Linked DNA regions of Mus musculus: all the other regions are linked to region 2. The links are chromatin contacts, called in public HiChIP or PLAC-seq, Micro-C and promoter capture Hi-C maps. All regions are on one chromosome and are shown on one strand. Each heading gives the region's core, a stretch centred on a gene start, on an enhancer-like site or on the middle of the called end of the contact. The rest is flanking DNA. Distances are from core to core; before and after follow the strand shown. Region 1 holds the start of Shc4 (SHC (Src homology 2 domain containing) family, member 4). Region 2 holds the start of Dtwd1 (DTW domain containing 1). Region 3 overlaps Atp8b4 (ATPase, class I, type 8B, member 4). Region 4 overlaps Gm26697 (a long non-coding RNA gene). Region 5 holds the start of Slc27a2 (solute carrier family 27 (fatty acid transporter), member 2).

The links. Hi-C and Micro-C count contacts between places; a contact is called where the count stands out from the background. HiChIP or PLAC-seq counts read pairs in DNA pulled down with a chosen protein or histone mark. Capture Hi-C pulls out chosen DNA fragments and counts their contacts.
Region 1: a contact with region 2 is called in a Micro-C map of embryonic stem cells, with 2.6 times the contacts expected there. The contact joins the promoter of Shc4 here to the promoter of Dtwd1 in region 2. A contact is called at or near these places in 1 of 39 promoter capture datasets (cranial neural crest) and 2 of 484 Hi-C or Micro-C datasets (LSK cells and embryonic stem cells).
Region 3: an H3K27ac HiChIP or PLAC-seq map of the NIH/3T3 cell line shows a contact between it and region 2, with 4 times the contacts expected there. The contact joins the enhancer-like site here to the promoter of Dtwd1 in region 2. A contact is called at or near these places in 12 of 39 promoter capture datasets (the 3T3-L1 cell line, 3T3-L1-derived adipocytes, the HPC-7 cell line and 5 more), 14 of 484 Hi-C or Micro-C datasets (3T3-L1-derived adipocytes, the F1.1 cell line, adipose-derived mesenchymal stem cells and 6 more) and 4 of 115 datasets of contacts at active chromatin or transcription factors (the NIH/3T3 cell line, embryonic stem cells, fibro-adipogenic progenitors and 1 more).
Region 4: a Micro-C map of embryonic stem cells shows a contact between it and region 2, with 2.9 times the contacts expected there. The contact joins the enhancer-like site here to the promoter of Dtwd1 in region 2. A contact is called at or near these places in 9 of 39 promoter capture datasets (the 3T3-L1 cell line, 3T3-L1-derived adipocytes, the HPC-7 cell line and 4 more), 11 of 484 Hi-C or Micro-C datasets (LSK cells, cerebral cortex, embryonic stem cells and 2 more), 7 of 115 datasets of contacts at active chromatin or transcription factors (the NIH/3T3 cell line, acute myeloid leukemia, bone marrow-derived macrophages and 3 more) and 1 of 9 other capture datasets (embryonic stem cells).
Region 5: a promoter capture Hi-C map of pancreatic islet shows a contact between it and region 2. The contact joins the promoter of Slc27a2 here to the promoter of Dtwd1 in region 2. A contact is called at or near these places in 2 of 39 promoter capture datasets (liver and neural stem cells), 1 of 115 datasets of contacts at active chromatin or transcription factors (bone marrow-derived macrophages) and 1 of 9 other capture datasets (pancreatic islet).

Annotation. Positions count from the first base shown.
Region 1 is chr2:125,722,498-125,725,743 of GRCm38.p6, forward strand. It overlaps Shc4 (SHC (Src homology 2 domain containing) family, member 4), which reads right to left and starts at 1,651. Exons shown (of 12, transcript NM_199022.2): 1 at 296-1,651. The coding sequence starts at 880.
Region 2 is chr2:126,150,504-126,153,969 of GRCm38.p6, forward strand. Dtwd1 (DTW domain containing 1) reads left to right here and starts at 1,638. Exons shown (of 5, transcript NM_026981.2): 1 at 1,638-1,711. Fam227b (family with sequence similarity 227, member B) reads right to left here and starts at 1,501. Exons shown (of 17, transcript NM_029455.3): 1 at 1,408-1,501.
Region 3 is chr2:126,427,809-126,431,327 of GRCm38.p6, forward strand. The region is part of intron 7 of Atp8b4 (ATPase, class I, type 8B, member 4); the gene reads right to left. Among named protein-coding and RNA genes, the nearest start is that of Atp8b4, 62 kb to the right of the region's middle. Within about 2 kb of position 1,658, at least 18 of the 459 cell types and tissues checked have an H3K27ac peak or open chromatin away from gene starts, as enhancers often do. A contact at or near this core is called in the NIH/3T3 cell line, where this site is marked.
Region 4 is chr2:126,520,892-126,524,583 of GRCm38.p6, forward strand. Gm26697 (a long non-coding RNA gene) reads right to left here. Exons shown (of 4, transcript XR_866700.3): 4 at 310-1,203. Among named protein-coding and RNA genes, the nearest start is that of Gm26697, 23 kb to the right of the region's middle. Within about 2 kb of position 2,395, at least 13 of the 459 cell types and tissues checked have an H3K27ac peak or open chromatin away from gene starts, as enhancers often do. A contact at or near this core is called in embryonic stem cells and liver, where this site is marked.
Region 5 is chr2:126,551,124-126,554,569 of GRCm38.p6, forward strand. Slc27a2 (solute carrier family 27 (fatty acid transporter), member 2) reads left to right here and starts at 1,901. Exons shown (of 10, transcript NM_011978.2): 1 at 1,901-2,509. The coding sequence starts at 2,032.

The DNA of each region.
Region 1 (3,246 bases), core at 401-2,900, 430 kb before region 2:
GTCAAATCCCTTTTATACCACGTCTCAGTTGCCATCTTATCTGTCTCTATGAGAAGCTATGTCTGAGCCAACAGCTGCCTATGGGTTAGCAATGGCTCACACCCTTGGAGCAAAGTGGATCTGACTCTGGCATGTGTCAGATCCCTGTAGGAAATCTCTAAGGCCAACTCTCCCTTCGGTTGATCCAGCGGTATGTCTTGTAATCTAGAGCCCAGCCAGGTTAAATCGAAGTCCCCGCAGAGAGCACAGCTGCCCTTCCTGTGAGTGCTCAGGGAGTAGGCCTTAAGGGACTTACCCGCACACAGTAGTTCAGACCGTTCCCCAACAGGTGCTGCAGAGGGGGCCCGTCCTGCTTGCTCCTGGGGCTTGGTTCTCCAGGGCCAGGCAGTGGGCAAGTATCAGGACGCAAAGAGGTGGGCCTGCGTCCCACCTGGTCCGGATCCGGTGCAGGTGCAGGTCCAGTCCTGTTTAGATTGGATTCTGGGGACGCTGGACGGCTTGGAGTCTGATCCTGGTTCTCTTGGAGCTTCAACCGGCTCACCTGTTTCGTACCCAAGCAGAAGGTTTTCAGACCCAGAAAAGTGATGGGGTTGGCCAGCTTCATGCTTGCCATACGGGGAATCAAGGTGCACAGCGCCGTGGGGCTCTCCTGGCTGGACACAGTGGCATCCTCAGTCGGCAGGTGAGGGGCCAGGGCTGGGTAGGGAGGCGGCGACGAGCCCTTGTTTCCAACGGAGCCTCCGGGGCTCCCTTCGTCCAAAGACGTGATGGACTCGTTCCGAAAGCGGCTGTACTTGGTCCTGTGAAGCATCCCCAGGTGCCCAAAGAGTCCTACATACAGCGTGAGTCCTGCCTGGCTGTCCTGGCTGCGTTCTCGCATAGCCTTAGCAGTGCTGAGACTGGGCACCGCAGCCTAAAGTGCCTCGCAGTCCGGTAGACCCACGCCACAGTCACCTCTCCTGCTCTGGCGGTCACCAGCCCGGGTCCGAGACTGCTCAAGGATGACAGTCCCGGAGGACGCCTCCCCAGCTCTGATTGCAGGCCGGCCCTTCCAGGCCCTGGCAGAGGCCCCCGGAGCGCGGGGGGTGGGGTGGGGTGGGAGCGGGGGTGTCTTCGCCCCGGAGTCCCGTCCCCCAGGCTGGGGCAGCGGGTGCCACCACGCCTCTAGTCTTAGCAGAAATATTTACCCCCTTTTCCTCTGCGCACAGGAACTTTCAAACCTGCTCCCCTCCAGCTCCCACGGGGCGGGGCAGGGACTAGCCCATTAACCCTTTATTTGTTCCCGTGACTGTTCATTTCAAAGGGAAAAATAAAAAAGCGCATAAGAGTCAAAGGCCCTTCTGTATGGGCTGGGGTTATGACGGCTGCCCTCTCTCGGAGGATCTTGGTTCTGGGCCACCAGCCAGGAGTCCTAGCGACGGGCGCTGGTCTGCATTGTTCCTCCAGCTTGAGGTCCGGGCATCCTCTGTGTGGCTCGGGTCCGATCCCGGCCGGCCCACCCCTTCTCAGGGCGCCCTTCCCTCCTGTACTCTCCTGCAGGCTTTTTTCAGGAGGAGCCTGTGCACAGCAAAAGGCTGAGTTGAGCAGACGATACCCAGGCTGTTGAAATTTTTATGAATGAACTTTGCCGAATGAATTTCCCTCGTTGTGTGAGAGCTAATAAATCTGTGAATGGAGCCGAGAATAGCTGTAATTGACTGACCCGTTTGGGGCGGCGCGGGGGTGGGGGTGTGGGGGGTGCGATTTGGTTTTCATCCAATCAGGCTGCAGCTTCATGAGTCATGCACCGTGAATATACTAACTAGTAGCCGGGAGAAACGAAGCCGGGCAGAGAAAAGGGAGGGTAATATCTGATGAATGGGTTAAAAGTAAAGGCAATCTTTGCTCCTGGATCGTCAGTATGCTGGGAATCAGAAGGTTAAAAATCGATTTCCTTTCTTGTTAAGATGGGGAGGGGCGAGAAAGGAGCTAGAAATTAGATATATTGTTCCATGGACATTAGGGCATATGTTACACAAACAACTCTTGTTCAAAGCCTAGATTCGTTTTTCTTAGAAACGTTTTTTTTTTTTTTAATTGATTGCCGCCCCATCTTCTGTCTGATACAATTTCCTGAGCCCATCAAAGGCCCCGGGAAGACAACCGTAAAGGCTGAGCCCACAGGAAGCCTGAGCCCCAGCTGGGCAGAGGAAATGCAGGTTCATTCAGGAGCTGAGAAGAGCGGACTGCTGAGACCTTGGGGTGGGGGTGGGGTGAGAGTCTCCGGGAGGAAGCAGCTGAGGTTGCGTTTCTCTGTGAGCCTTGGCTCCAGTACCTGAGACTATTCATGATTTCGAATACTAAGGCAGCAGCCAAGAGAATCTGGGAAGAAGGCCACCTCACCTTCTCATTGACCACGGGCTCTCGAGTGCTCAGGACTTAGCCTGAACTCCAGGGCCATCCAAACACAGGTTTGAATGAAACCAGTGCAGGTGACTAGGAGACAAAGGCGCCTCGCCGCCGCCAAGCTTTTGTGCTTAGGCTCAGAACGGCTTGTTAGTATCCTGCCTGACAACTTTGTGAGCTTTTTCTATCCACTGGGAAGGCCTTTTGTGGCGTCCTATACCTTCCTTTCTGACTTTCTTTTTGCACCTCCACATTTGGCAAACACGAAAGGAATGGCTAAATCAGAACTCATATACCCGGAACCTAGGGAGACAGGATCAGGGGAGTGGAAGGTGGGAGGAGGAGGGAGTAAGACTGAAAAAATCCGCTAGTACCTCTACTGCTACGCATGCTTCTCTTTCATCTCTGCCTTCTCCTCTGGGTCCCACCTTACCGTATGCCATGCCACAGTAACATCCCACTACCTTGAGAGAAGTTCCTGTGAGTGGTAATGGCCTTGTCTGTGAGTGGCAGCTAATGAATGACGTGTGGGAGCATATGAAATAGCTACAGTCCCTGTAAAACATCCCCACAATGCTCCGGGAGAGTACCTGCATCTCCGAAGCATCCTGGGCAGCATTTTTTAAAAGGTTGCTGGAGAGATGGCTCAGTAGTTAAAAACGTGTACTGCTCTTGCAGAGGACCTGAAAGGGTTTGTGTCAGGTAGCTCACAGTACCTCTGGCTCCTGAGGATCTGATCTCCTCTTCTGGACTCCATGGCCACCTGCAAACACACACACACACACACACACACACACACACACACACACACACACACACACACTTAAAAACGGCACACACCTATACTTTTAAAATAATAAG
Region 2 (3,466 bases), core at 388-2,887:
CCTAGACTCCAACCACTCATCAGGATTTGGCTTCATGGACTCCCCCAGCCTCTTTTGAGGTTCCTAAAATTTGTCATAATGTTTCCTGTACTACCCATACTTAACATGTAAGCACTTCCAGGGCAAGGTGTAAAGATGACAATAACAAAGCCAAAAATTGAAAGGGCTAACAATTAAAAGTCAAATATCCCATTTTCTGATGTTCAGGCCCTCACTGTTTGATGCCTAACTGTGATGTTGTGCACAAATAACTAAAGCTTAATTCCTAAGGCAGGTAGACATGTCAATGTGGGTCTCAAAGTAGACTCTCAACTGTTTTAGCATTCAACATATATGAATACCATTCTGGTGGCTCTCACATTGCGTCTCAAAAGGTTAGTAACTTCTTTTTCTGTTTTGATAAGTGAAGGTATAGTGGACTGGCTGACATTTAGAATGACTTTTGTTCTGCATGCCTCTCTTTATTAAAACATTTTTGCTTAAAGTCTAAATTCAAATATCCATGGTCTAATTTCTACCTCACTCTCACTAGTTCTGAAATTCCTTTTCTGTATCCAAATCAGGAATACCAGTTTGGCTCGAGTTGAGGTCTCCAAAACATTAAGGGACCTATTCAGTCTGCTAAGAGTGACAGAAGGGATTCTCCTCTCCTCCTCTCCTCTCCCCTCCCCTCCCCTCCCCTCTCCTCTCCTCTCCCCTCCCCTCTCCTCCTCTCTCTTCCCTTCCCTTCCCCTTCTTCCTTCCCCTTCCCTTCCCTTCTCTTCTCTTCCTCTCCTCTTCTCTCTCTCTCTCTCCTCCTCCTCCTCCTCCTCCTCCTCCTCCTTCTTCTTCTTCTTCCTCTCTGTGTCTCTCTGTCTGTCTGTCTCTGTCTCTCCTATTCAAGTAGAAGCTACCACTCATGACCAGGCTGGAAATGGGCCTTTCTCCTACTTACAGGTGTGATCCTGGGAATTCATGTTAACCATTGTCTATTTTTCTGTTAAAACTTTTATATAAATTCTGGTGTGGTAAATATCAGTGTCCTGGCTTGTCATTCGTGATTACACACAAGGCTGTTCTTTTTCTCCCATTGGTTAATTTCATAATTCTCCACTCATTAAACAAATTGCTTGATATATGACAGTTTTGTTTCTAATTTAACAACTATTGTTTAGGTTTCTTTGAGGTGGAGCATAGAAAAATAATTTAATCACTTATCCACATATATTAGACTTTAAAAAAAAATAAAAGAAAAATACAGTAGGTGTCAACTCTGCGTGTTGTAAGCAAAGCACAAAATGCATAAACGGTTTTCCTAAGAAGTCTATCAAGCTTGAACTACCAACCACCTAAAGCTACAAGTCTGAGATCTCGTAAATATAGTATTTGGGGAGGTAAAGCGGTGTTACTAGCTCCTCACTAACTCACAGAAACTACTTTCGAAAAGGCTGTTCCGGAACACGTCCCCAGTTGCGCTGGGGGCCCACAACGGGCGGCACAGCAGGAAGCTGACGGTTCCTTTGGAACAGGTCACCCGGGAAGCGAAGGCGGGACTTCCGAACCAGTTCCTCCTGCTCGCCCACGGGATTCTCCCTCTGAGCATGCGCCGTGGTCAGCTTCCCCGTGGCCCTGGCAACCGCCAGGCCCCGCCCTCCGGTGTTCTGCGGAAAGCGCTCCGGGGGGGAGCGCGTGGAGCGGAGGCGGTACGGACCGAGAGTTGAGCGTGGTGCAGGTCGGCATCCCCTCGGGTCGGGTGGCTCGGGCCGGACGCCGGCCAGGCCCAGCGGAGGTCTCACTGCGGGCTAGTGCTGCGTGTGGCGTGCCCGTGGGGGCAAGACTTGAGTGGTCTGGGGCCTAAATGAAGCCTTATTAGGCTTCCCGAGTCGGCGTTGCTCACTCCTGGCAAGGCCAGCTCCCTGTGAGCACCGATCTGTAATTCAGGCTTTGGCGTGGTTTCGGCATGGTCGCGGGAAAAGGAAACCAGATGTGTGCTGTTACCGTCAGCCGATAAGCAGACGCGTTTCTTGTGTGTCTATTTCTTGGGAATGTGAGACAAGTATAGTAACACTTTGCGTTGCTAGTTCCACGAGGTTGGGTAAGGATGAAGAGCCCAAGATTGCAGCATTTCAGGGCTGTTTATGATTGAACTCCAAATGCAAAAATTTCCAAGACATTTCGCCTGTCATATAATGTGTTCTGTGGGAAGGGAGTCAAGTTCTGTGTTTAAAAAATGGCGGTGGTATCTTGGATGTTTAAAAAAAAGGGGGGGGGGGGCGAGAGGGATATTGTACCTCATCAAATTATACGATCAGTTCTTAGTACTTCACAAGCAAATATTGAAAACAGTCTTATCTGGTCCTGAATTTGTCCACAATTCAAAATAGGAGAAATTTAAAGAATATTCCCTTGGGAGGCAAATCAGCTTAGTGTGTTGGAAAAAGTAGCCTTGTTCCGCCGATCTGTGTAGTGCCCCAAAGTTGAGTAGAAAGATAAGTCCTGGATGCCTTCTACAGAGTGGTTTCAATTTAGTTGATAAGTATTTGAATCTATCTAAAAAAAATCAAGAATAGGTAAATCGGAAAGAGTTGTACTTTTGCCTCATTGAAAAGTGCCTCCAAATGAATATGTTTGTCCATATCAAATATGTGGACCCAGGGATAAGTAGTCAGAAGTGTAAAAGATTGTCTTTGTGTGAGTTTATAACTGAGTTAGAATCTGACTTTGAGCCTAAAAATAGATGTTATGTGCAAAGCAGACAGGATGAAACTGCATAAGTATCATTATTTTTAGAGAAATTGAGTGGAAAAAAAAGTTTTTCAGCCCAATTTGCAGAGTAGACCATCAGGATGCTAGTTATTTGCCCTAGGAACCGCCCTTGTTTTCTAATTCTTTACAACTCTCCCCCACCCAACTCCAGCTGCATCGCCCTGCACGTATTTGATGTTAAGTATAGGTATACTTACATGCATCTATGTCCTTGTTGTCATTGATTGTTATTATATACTACTGGAGACAATGTCAGAATCCACAGGCTGACAATTCAGTCACAAAATTGTCCCAGCCTCTTCCAAGTCACACACTGAACCATCAGAATTCCCTTCCAACTAGCTACAAGCTGAGAGTCCTTCATCCCCTCTTCAAATGCATTTGATTTGCTTGTGTGGCCCACAGATCTCAGGGGACACTATGCTTGCATTTGATGGTTATTATAAAGGCGATTTTAACAGATTTAAACATACAGGCAGGTGGAGTAGGTAAGGGACTAGAGCACAGGTGCTTCCTCCCTGTGCAGCCGAGGTGGGCTTCCTTACAGTGAGCGGATGCCCTTGCATCATCAACTGTCCAGAAGCTACCGGAAGTCCTGATGGGGTTTTAGAGAGGGTTTTATAGGCTTACTTGCTAACCGAGTGAAAGGAAATCCTCAGGGCCTGTCAGGTTCTTTGGCTTTCCTCCCTCCAAGGGAGGAAATAAGGCAGAATCCGGTATT
Region 3 (3,519 bases), core at 408-2,907, 280 kb after region 2:
AAGAAAAGAAGAAATGAAAGTAAACAAGAGCAACATGGACGCAAGGCGAAGAGATGAGGAAGCGATGGAAGAGTAAAACACGAGAGAAAGCGGGGCCCACACAGCAATGGGAAAGAGTAAAACACGAGAGAGACAAGAGAAAGTGGGGCCCACTCAAAGAGCGCAGAGGGTGCTCTGGAAAATGACGCTTTAGAAAAGACTTCAACCCAGTTTTGGTTGTGAGCCTAGGCTTTAATGACTGAGCCATCTCCTAGACAGGAAGCCACCAAAATGAACTCTTGCAAGTGGATGGTGACATTGAAGCATAACTCTCCACAGCTGACGGCTGGCGTGAGTGCGGCCGGGAAGGGCTCAGTCCTATTTGAGAGGCAGGTGTCACAGTTTGACCATGCTCCAGTGAGTTCACAGATAACGCAAATTGGGCTTAAGGGGGTTCTATTCATTTTTATTTTTACTTTTTTTATTTTACCTCCCTGAAGGGAGATCATAAGGGTGGAAGGACTGAGAAATGAGTTTGATCAGTGTGCGTGATGTGAAATTTCCAGGGAATCAATAGAAATGTTATATTGGGAAAACAAAACAAAACAAAAAAAGAGCAGTGGTGACCAGTGCTATAAAACCAAGTTTTGAAGGTAATATGTCCCAGTTAGACTCCAAAAAATACTAAAATAAGATCCAAAATTCTGCTACATTTTACTGAATAAAACATCTAAAGATGTCAAAAGGGGGAGGAAGAAAATACATCACAGTTCACTTTTAGAATTCTGGCTGGTTTTGTTTTTTTCTCAAATTAAAATTCTTATTTAAAAATAAATGTAATTCTGGAGGATTCATCTAAAAAGAACTGACCTAAGTTTCAGCAACTTATGAAACTTTAGCCTAACAAACCTCTACGTGTATCTGAAAGGTTGACAGTCCAAGTCTCTAAAATCTTTTATTTAGAAAGACATTATAATGGCTTTATCTTCAAGTCTTAGATTTTAAGTTCAAAATCAACCCACTCAGTTAATTGTCTGGGTTGTTTAAATTATCAAAAACGGGGGGCGGGGGGGACAATGAGAGTTGTTTAAATGAAGGCTCCATGATAGCTCCCAGAGGAACAAACGCCCCTGCATCCTGGTGACTCTCTCAGCTCTGAAGGAATCACCACAGAAGCCAGTCAAGGCAGAAACTGCTTTGTGAGCCCCTCGGTGTGTTCCATGCAAACCCCCTCAGAGAATATGTCCATCTGGGGCCCACTCTTACACTAACGCTCACCTAATCCTGACCCAAAAAAAAAAAAAGAATCTGTGCTGGGGGGTAGATTCGCCTTGATCTCCGGTCATATGTTCCAGTTTCACCATGTCCTGGCAGACGGCATGCTAGCGGTAAAGGTGAATGCCCTTTGGAGCTACGGCTATCATCTTAAGGATAGAAAGATAACTTTAAACACAAGCTAAAATTCCTTATTGTAATAATGCATAATTAGAACTCTTTATGGTGCATGGATAAAGATGCCTGTTGGTATCTGGTGTAGCTTTTCCTCAGAGCTCTGTGTAGATGGTAATGCAATGTCACTGTTCAATATTGAATCTGGCTGTGTTTAATGCTTCCTCTGCAGTAAACCAGGGGCAGAGCCACCTCAACCTCAGACAAGCGACTAAGGTTCCACTGCCACCTAGTGGCTAAGGTCTCTTAACCAGCACTCACCCAACTTAGACTGGAACACGGGAGTACCTTAACCCTCCTGTCTAACTTTCCCTACTCTGTCTCCCTGGAAACCTACCCTCCTACCTCTTCCTAAACCCTCTCATGTCACCTTTGATATCGCTGACCATTCCTCTCCTCACTCACACCCTCTTCTCTTCCCTACTGCTAACATCTTCCTTGGAGGCTTTTTTTAGTTATCATTAAAGAGTGTGTGTGGGAGAACAAGATTGATGGTGTCCATCCAGCAGAGTAAGTTGTGAAAGGCATCTAGCACACAGTTAGAGTTAGACTTTCTAAGGCACTCTGCAATAATCCTGAAAGGGAACGGGCAAAGAATTATAGCAATAGCCTTGCTAGTCCTTGGTCAAGCTTTTGTCAGAGGTGGTGGGCTAGTAGTGTGAGCAAACTACCGAGAGGCCATAGCAGAGACATACAACAGGGAGAGAAAGTGTGATTGTCCAGATGCCTAGCTGGACCAGGCCAACGCCACCTTCCATTATCCCCTAGTCTTTTCTTTTATCAGTTATTGGTGGAAGGATTCAGCTATGACTCCACATAGGAAGCAGCATGCAGCATGCTCCAACACAAACACCTTTCCCCCAGCCTTCCTGGGCAAGAGAAAAACCCGAGCAGATACCCAGTGGAAGCTTAAAGGCAGTATTCCCATCCGAAGAAACTTGAGAATAATCTACTGGATATCTTTGAGGCCTCAGAGCCAAATACATTGTCTCCAGGGTTCATTGGGTGTAAATGTTCGTTAAGTTAAAGAAGAAAAGAAAACACTGAGGAATAGTATCAATCCACAGCCATGAAATTTCTTAAGAACTTATAAAAAACACTCTCATAACTTAATCAATTCATTGCCTATGCAAATCTGTGAGGGAAAAGGGAAAGGGACTCCCCTATATCCAGCAGAGGCCATCAGAGGTCATGGTGAGTGTCAACAACCCACTTGAAGAGCCTGAGACTAGAGTGTTGGCATCATCCTTGAAAATGCTCCAGGATTAAGTTGTGGGACTAGAAAAATGCCACCGCCCTGATCAAGACTAGTACTCTGCTGTGGTGGCCCCTGGGTTCTAGGATGACATCTGTGAGAAACAGAAATGTTTCTCAGACATGCTTTGCTCGGTATGTCTGTTTTGTCTGCTGCTGTTCAGAACATCCAGGTGTGTGAGTGCTGGGATACCAGAGCCATAACAGAGGGAAAGATGCATTTGTGGGGCGATTGTGAGCATCGCTTTGGGAGCTCCCAGGACTTTCTAGACTGCAGAGCTCTTCGTCTTGGCTGTCATGCACATTATCCTTACTCTCAGAACAACATACCAATTCTAAAAACTAGTGTATCATGGGTCAAAGCTCACAATGAAGTCATAAGTGAAAGGGGGTGTGATTACAGATAACATACTAACTCAAACTTTAAAATTTCAGACCAAGCAAGGGTATGTTGAAAAATCATTCACTAAGCACTGGTTATATCATTTTGTTTTGCTTGGCTTTTGTGATCAAATTTTTCAATTAAAAAAATGATTGAAAATAAAACAAGAGTCTAAGAACAGTGCCTAGGAATTCTGGCATTGCAACCATGAGGACCTGAGTTCAGATCTCTAGCAGCCATGAATCCAGGTCGGACCAAGTACCCTGTAGTCCCAATGCTGCAGACCACTGAGACGTGCACACCAGCAGCCTCGCTGAACGACGGCAGGCTCGGGTCCAGTGAAAGACCGTGTCTCAAGGGAAGAAAGAGAAGAATAGAAGAGGACACTTGGTGTCTCCTCCGTGTCTCCAGCGCATCCACCAGCATAGCCAAGCACACCTGCATTCATATGTGTG
Region 4 (3,692 bases), core at 1,145-3,644, 370 kb after region 2:
TAATTTACAGTTAAATCTTTACCACTGACGAGTACATGTTTTTAGAAGATTTCTGCCTGGAGGAATACTGTCCCAATTATGCTGTATCTTTCCAAGCAGATCATCGGGCACACGGTTTTTTCAGACCCACAGGAACGCTATTATCGGAGTGTTACTGCCATCTAGTGGACTATAGGAATAAATGCAGCTTAAGGCTAACGTGCTTCAGACTTTTTCCTTCTTTTTCTTTCTTATATATTTTCCCTCCTTTTTGATGTAGTATATGCAAAACAAAAAAAATGGAAAAAAATTTTATCAGTCATTGGAGGCTACTTTGAAATTTTTAACTTTATTCTCTCATCAAAAAACCAACAAACATTCCTATCCAGCCAAAACTGGTTGTTAGAAACACAAATAAAAGGAATTCAGAATGAAAATATTTTTTTGCACAACAAAATAAAAATGAGAAAAAAATAATAAAATGTGCTTAAGTGATTGTTCTTGCAAAGAGGAAATATAAGACGTTTATGCAGAAACGAATGGGTTTGGTGAGTTTCAGGAAAAGGTACACAGTGTGCCCTGACAGGCAGAGGGTAGAATTACTTTACTATATTAAGTTTAATCCATTTTAATCAAAGGGTAATTGCATCACTCCCTGCTTTTCCTAACCTCTCTCCAACCCCTCCCGCGTCCCCTGCCTCCAACCCTTTCACTGTCCCCTCCCTTGCTCTCAAATGGACAGCCTCTTTTTCTTTGATGACTATTGAGACATGCAGATATGTAAGTACAGTCTGCTGCGGCTGTGTGTGTTGATTGTGAGGGTGTGACTTCGGGGTGGCTATCTCCGGGGGATCGTCTCAGGGAGAAGCTAATTTTCACTCTCTTAGCAATTATTGTCTGTGGGTCTTTGCCTAGGAAATGAACGGCATGAGATTACCGGCTTCCACGTTACCATTTCACCTGATACTGCCCGTTGTTCTGGTCCTGTTTGTGCAGCCATTTCTATGAGAGACAGTCTCATGGCAGACTTCCTGGTAGTCTTCCCACCACCTCTTCCTCTGTGTTTCCTGGGCCAGAGATGCAGGAGCTGTGATGATGCTCTGCCCACGGGCACTCGGGTTCCCGGGAACCATTGTCTCCCTCTTATGTCCAGCTGTGGTGCTCTGTAACGGTCCGCATTGGTGTAAAGAGAAGCTTCTTTGAATAGGATTGGAAGGCGCTTATCTGTGGGCACAAAGATAACATTTAAAACATAGTTAGGAATTATGCTGGTCTAGTAAACTGGTGGTACTAGATTCTCTTCTAAAGTCCGTGACCTCACTAGCCCCAGGAACCTGGCCTAGTTCCAGTACCAGACATGATTTCCTTCCTGTCAAGTCGGCATAAAGTCCTATTAGGCAGCTGTTGGTTGCCACCAACGTGTGAGTGCCCTTATTGCTCCCTTATACCTAGCTTGTCATGCTGGCTATTTTCCAGGCTCCTTCCGCATCATCACGGCGGGGTGGTAGGACTAATTGTTTCCTTCCCTTGGCCGCTCACAAAAGAACTTCTGGTGCTATGCAAGCCAGGTTACAGGAAGGAGGCTTTCAGTTAGATCCAGCTCAAAGCATGCTTGTCCTATGTCCTACGGATGTAACTAACGTCTTCAGCAGTAAAGGCCTACCCTCAGGCCCTGGAGGCATCACTGATAATCTGTATTGTTTTGGGAGTCCTGTGCATATCTTAAAAGAGGGTACGGGGGAGGGGGTTGTTATTCTATGGTTCTTGTGATGAACACTGTCAACCCAAGTAGCATAACTTCATTTAAATATCTATGATTTAGGTGCACATAAAAAAATATGAGTCCTTGGGGCGTTATCAAACAACTACAGCGTAAAGCATGCCGCCTTTTCCTCCTCCTTCTTCTGTAGTGGCCCCCATTGGCACCCCTGTCCCGATTTTCCATATCCCCTTCATATCCCCTATAGTCTGTTGTCCCTCATACTCCCACGCGCTCCCTTTATACTTCCCCAGTCTCTGTGATTATTCTGTGTTGCATTCATGTCTGAGGACTGGGAGCACGGGAGAGTGGGAACATGTGACTTTCTGGGTCAATATAGTCTTTTCTGGGTCTGTCCATTTACCTGAAAGTTTCTGCCACACACACACTCCAGTGAAGTCCGCTTGACAGGCTGAGAAGCCTAAAAGCCACTCAAGAGGCAAAGAGTTTCACAGAAACTCACCTCCTGGAGTTTTGGCATTATCATTTACCCACATACTCATACCCTATTCCCACGTTGTCTGGTGTATGGATCTATGAGCTCTCTTTTAATATTTTATTATAAATGCCTTTTAAGATTAAATTCTGTTATAGTTACGTCTCCCCATTGTTCCAAGGTCCAGAAAGGAAGTTACCTATTCAGTTACTAATTAAGCATTACAAAAGACAGAGCCAGTAGCTCAGAACTGGTCTGCAAAATATTTACCAAGGACAGTAGCAATTGTCACCCAAACAAGGGAATAATAGAGCTAGGGAATCCCACTGAGACAGAGATCTTCTCTACAGCTAGGTATAGTGAGTTTCACATTAAAAGCAAGTTGGCATATTCTTCTGTAGACCCAGGAAATAGGGTGTTGGGGTATTGCAATATTCATGATAAGGTCTGTTAGTGCAGAACCCCTGGTGGTGGGATTAACAATAGACTAGTTTACACCTGGCTTCCTTCTTTTGCGACAGCAGCCTGGTCCCCACCTTCTTTTGATGTATACATTCCTTTAGTATTGCGTCACTGTAAGTTGGTGGATTGTATTTTGCCTGGTTTCTTGTTATTTCTTTGGTATAAAAAGTTTAATGCTCGACCTGACACAATACATTCAGATTCTACACAATCTCAAGTGTTGGTCTGTCTGTCACTCTCTGATGCTTTGCCCACCTGCCCCAGAGGATCCACGCAGGCAAAGAGACCCAGAGGGTCTGCGGCAAGTTTCAAGATTTCCTTTTTCTGTAGAAGGAATAGTATACCATTGTGTATGTTACCACATTTTCACTCCCATCCATGACGACAGGCATGCAGATTGTTCCCATCCTCCAGCTAGTGTGCACAGAGCAGCAGTGAACATGGCTAAGCAAGTGTCTGTGGACTAGCATGCTGAATCCTTTGGGCATATACTGGTCATACAGTAGATTTGCATAGCAGAATTTTCCCCCAATTAATTTAAATATACAACAAGAAGCCTGTGATTGGGCAGTGGAAAAAGAAGGCAGGTAAGGATTTTTAGCAACAGAAAGGGGACAGGTATGAAAAGGAAGGAAGATGGAGGGAGAGGAAGACAATCCAGATTCCGCGTAGCTTTAAACAGCCACAGGTAGCTATGAGTATCATAAAAGGGTAGAATAATTGGGATAACTTGTCTAATCTAGGGGGGCAGCTTGTATCATTATCAATTGTCTCTGAAATTATTGTGTGGGCATCTTGTGGATTGAGAATTTATTGATATATATAAAGCTGACTGATTAATTATGAGGACATAGAGTTTTGATTTACTGGGTTAAGGGGACTTGTGACAACTAGCTGCAGGGGGTGGATGGCTGAGAAGGTACAAGCAGTTCTGAGGTAAGTGAACTGAACCAGAACTGGAGCTGGGAAGACCAGACTGCCCCATGGGGCTAGCCTAGAGGCAGAGAGACCGCAGGCAGAGAGTAGCTGGGTATAGCTCAAGATGGGCCGTTTGGT
Region 5 (3,446 bases), core at 651-3,150, 400 kb after region 2:
AGGTAAAGACGCTTGAAAGCTTGGTGACCCGAGCTGGGTCCCCCAATCCTACATAAAGGTGGAGGGAGAAAAACCAACTCTACACAAGTAGTCCAATGACCACCACACGCATGCCGTGCCATACAAGCATATTCACACGAGCACACACACACGTTTACACACACACAGAGACACTGGAATAATAAATAACTTCTTTTAAAGAGATGGGATAGGAAAAAAGAGCTGGCCCTGAGCATCACAGAGGGGAAAAAAACATACACACCACAATGGTTCATTAACCATGCTGTGGTCAATACTATTGCCTTCTCCTCCGGGATGATGAAAGCCCTCTACCCCCTCCCCCTCCGGGAACTGATGTAACCATTCGCTGGATGAAAACTAGACCAACAGTAGAAAGACAGTCTTGACACAGGAAAGGGCTGCTTGACGTGGTCCCGAGAATCTAAAAGAGGTCAGAAGGCTATGAGAGACATTTTTTAGTAGTGGAAATAAAAAGAAAATATGGACAGACACCCAGAAAATAAGAGGACAAAATGACACTGTGACTCACAGTGCTGAGAGAGTGGTTAATGACCTGGGACCAAACTGGTTCCTCTTTCATATCTCACATATTACTAGATATTCTTTAAGCATAATATTTTTATTAATTCTTTGAGAACTTCACACATACATACAATGTATTTGATCATATTTACCCCTAAATATTTCCAGATCCGATCTCTCTTCCAGACCCTATCACCTCTCCTTGATGCCCTCTTCCTTTTTCCAATAGATCTCAATTCAATTTGTACAGTATATACACTTATCTGTGTGTGTGTGTGTGTGTGTGTGTGTGTGTGTGTGTGTACAGTTGGGCCGTAGGGCCATCCACTAGAGCAAGGTCGACCTTCTAGGGACCACATCGCTAAAGAAAACTGACTCTCCTTCCCTCCTTAGCCCCTTCCAGGGTTTACACAGGAAACCACAGCTGCAGTGGACATGACAAAGAATCACCTAAACTTCCCTTTCTCCTCAGTGAACAAGCATGAAAGGATCATCTGAGAAGACCTCTGACGGTTCAAGACAAGTTATCTTACAACAATAATATGAATGAGCATGAGACAGAAGACTGTGACAACGAAGCACATCTTTACTTTACTTGGTAGCAAGCATGCTAACCTTGTACAGTACCACTACCTAGGGGCATTAATACATAGATCAAACTTCTTGAAGAAATGACTTTTGAGATATGCCATTATTTACTTTGTTTGCTTTGTGTGTTTTGGTAAATGTCGAACTGAGTCCACAATACCGTCGATGTTGGAAAGTGGCTCGCGTAACAGAACAAAATCTCAAAACAAATTAACAGGACCCCATTGCTCGAGTTCCGGAGTTCCCGAAACAGGCGAAGCTCACAAGAGGGGCTGGCAGGTGCAGCTGAATGCGACCACCTCTGGCGCTTTTGTTCAACCTTGAAACCTTCCCCACAGGAGACTGCCTGAGCAGAGAAGCAAACGTTAGAAACAAAGAGAGATCTAGCGGAAAGCCTCTGGGACCAAGGAGTGGAGGTGGGACTCTGAGTTGGCTGTGGCACCTGGTGCCCGCTATTAATAATAAGGCTGCGGTGCGTTTATAAGGTACTTGATTAAGCAAAGGCACTGCGCTGTGTGATAAGAATAACTAACCACAGCACCACGCCTTTGACCTTTTCAACGTGGGCTGTTTGCGCTAAGCGTTGTTTGCGGAGAACTAGATCTCATCTGACCCCAGACACTGAACACAAGTGCTGTGGCATCCTGGGCCACCCAGGCTGACAGGAGCGGCCCCCTGAGCGCACGAGGAGCCCCACGAGGGGGCGGGACCCACGGCCGTCCCGCCCGCACAGCGCGCCACAGGCACCTGCAGCCGAGCCGCCACCCGCAGTCGCAGCGCGTCCGGAGGCCGAGCCCAGTCGCCAGCTCCTGCTCTGCTCCTCTCCCGCCTGCCGCCGCGCTGCACGCCTCGAGCACTCCCTCGGCCCCGGCGGGGACCGGGGACCCCGCAGCTACCGCCATGCTGCCAGTGCTCTACACCGGCCTGGCGGGGCTGCTGCTGCTGCCTCTGCTGCTCACCTGCTGCTGCCCCTACCTCCTCCAAGATGTGCGGTACTTCCTGCGGCTGGCCAACATGGCCCGGCGGGTGCGCAGCTACCGGCAGCGGCGACCCGTGCGTACCATCCTGCGGGCCTTCCTGGAACAAGCGCGCAAGACCCCACACAAGCCCTTCCTGCTGTTCCGAGACGAGACGCTCACCTACGCCCAGGTGGACCGGCGCAGCAACCAAGTGGCGCGGGCGCTGCACGATCAACTGGGCCTACGACAGGGGGATTGCGTAGCCCTCTTCATGGGCAATGAGCCGGCCTACGTGTGGATCTGGCTGGGACTGCTCAAACTGGGCTGTCCCATGGCGTGCCTCAACTACAACATTCGTGCCAAGTCTCTGCTGCACTGCTTTCAATGCTGCGGGGCGAAGGTGCTGCTGGCCTCCCCAGGTGAGCTGCAAAACCGCCGGCCCTAACCCTGGAGGTGGGAGGATAGAGGCACTTGGTTTCGGGGTTGCAGTGTGGTGTGGGGCCGGGAAGCAGGAAAAGAGGTCAATTCCAGGTGTACGACGCTGATTAACAATCCTTATAATTCCTAGATGTAAAGTGGCCTGTCTTTCGAAGCGCTTCAGTCCTCCAATGCGGAGTCCAGATTGCGTATGATACCTAACACGGTGTTGAATACTAAACCACTCATTCTTACCTGTGTTGTTTAGAGATGGCAAGAAGAAGTGTGTATCCATGTTATGTGCGAGGCAGTTCCCACCCACCCTCAATGTTAACCCAGGGGACCGCTGTATATGCACAATGTTGTTTTTAATCTTCACAACTCATATCATGGGATTTCTATGTGCAGCCCAGAAATCCAAAGCTTCACGTGCAGTGTCTAAGGAAGACTTGGGGCTGTCCAAAGGGATCCACTTCTAAATCCATTCCTCCAATCAGAACTTAACACATTTACATTAAAATTCAGAGGGCCTTGGATGAGAACCGCAGTGGATCCAGCCCCTAGCTTTGGTAGACTTACAGTCATGGGAAAGTCGCTTCCCTGTCCCCGTCCTCTCTTTTCCTCAGCTCCCAGCAGTTAGTGTCTGAACAACACCCTTGCTGCTTCTCACAGTCAGTAAGGAGAGACCGGACCAGGAAAAAGTAAAAAGACATTAGTAACCATACAGAAGATGAGAGGATCCAACTCTTTGGGATGCCCATTGGTGCCAAATACTGTAATGGATGGTTTTAATATTCTGATAAATTAAAAATCACTCCTCCGTTATATGATTGAGGAAACATATAGAATTTTCCAGCCTAGCTCCGTCTTCAAAGCCCACGTTTCTTATACAGTGCCATCCTCTACACAGATGTATGCTTTAGAGCTTCAGAGAGTCAA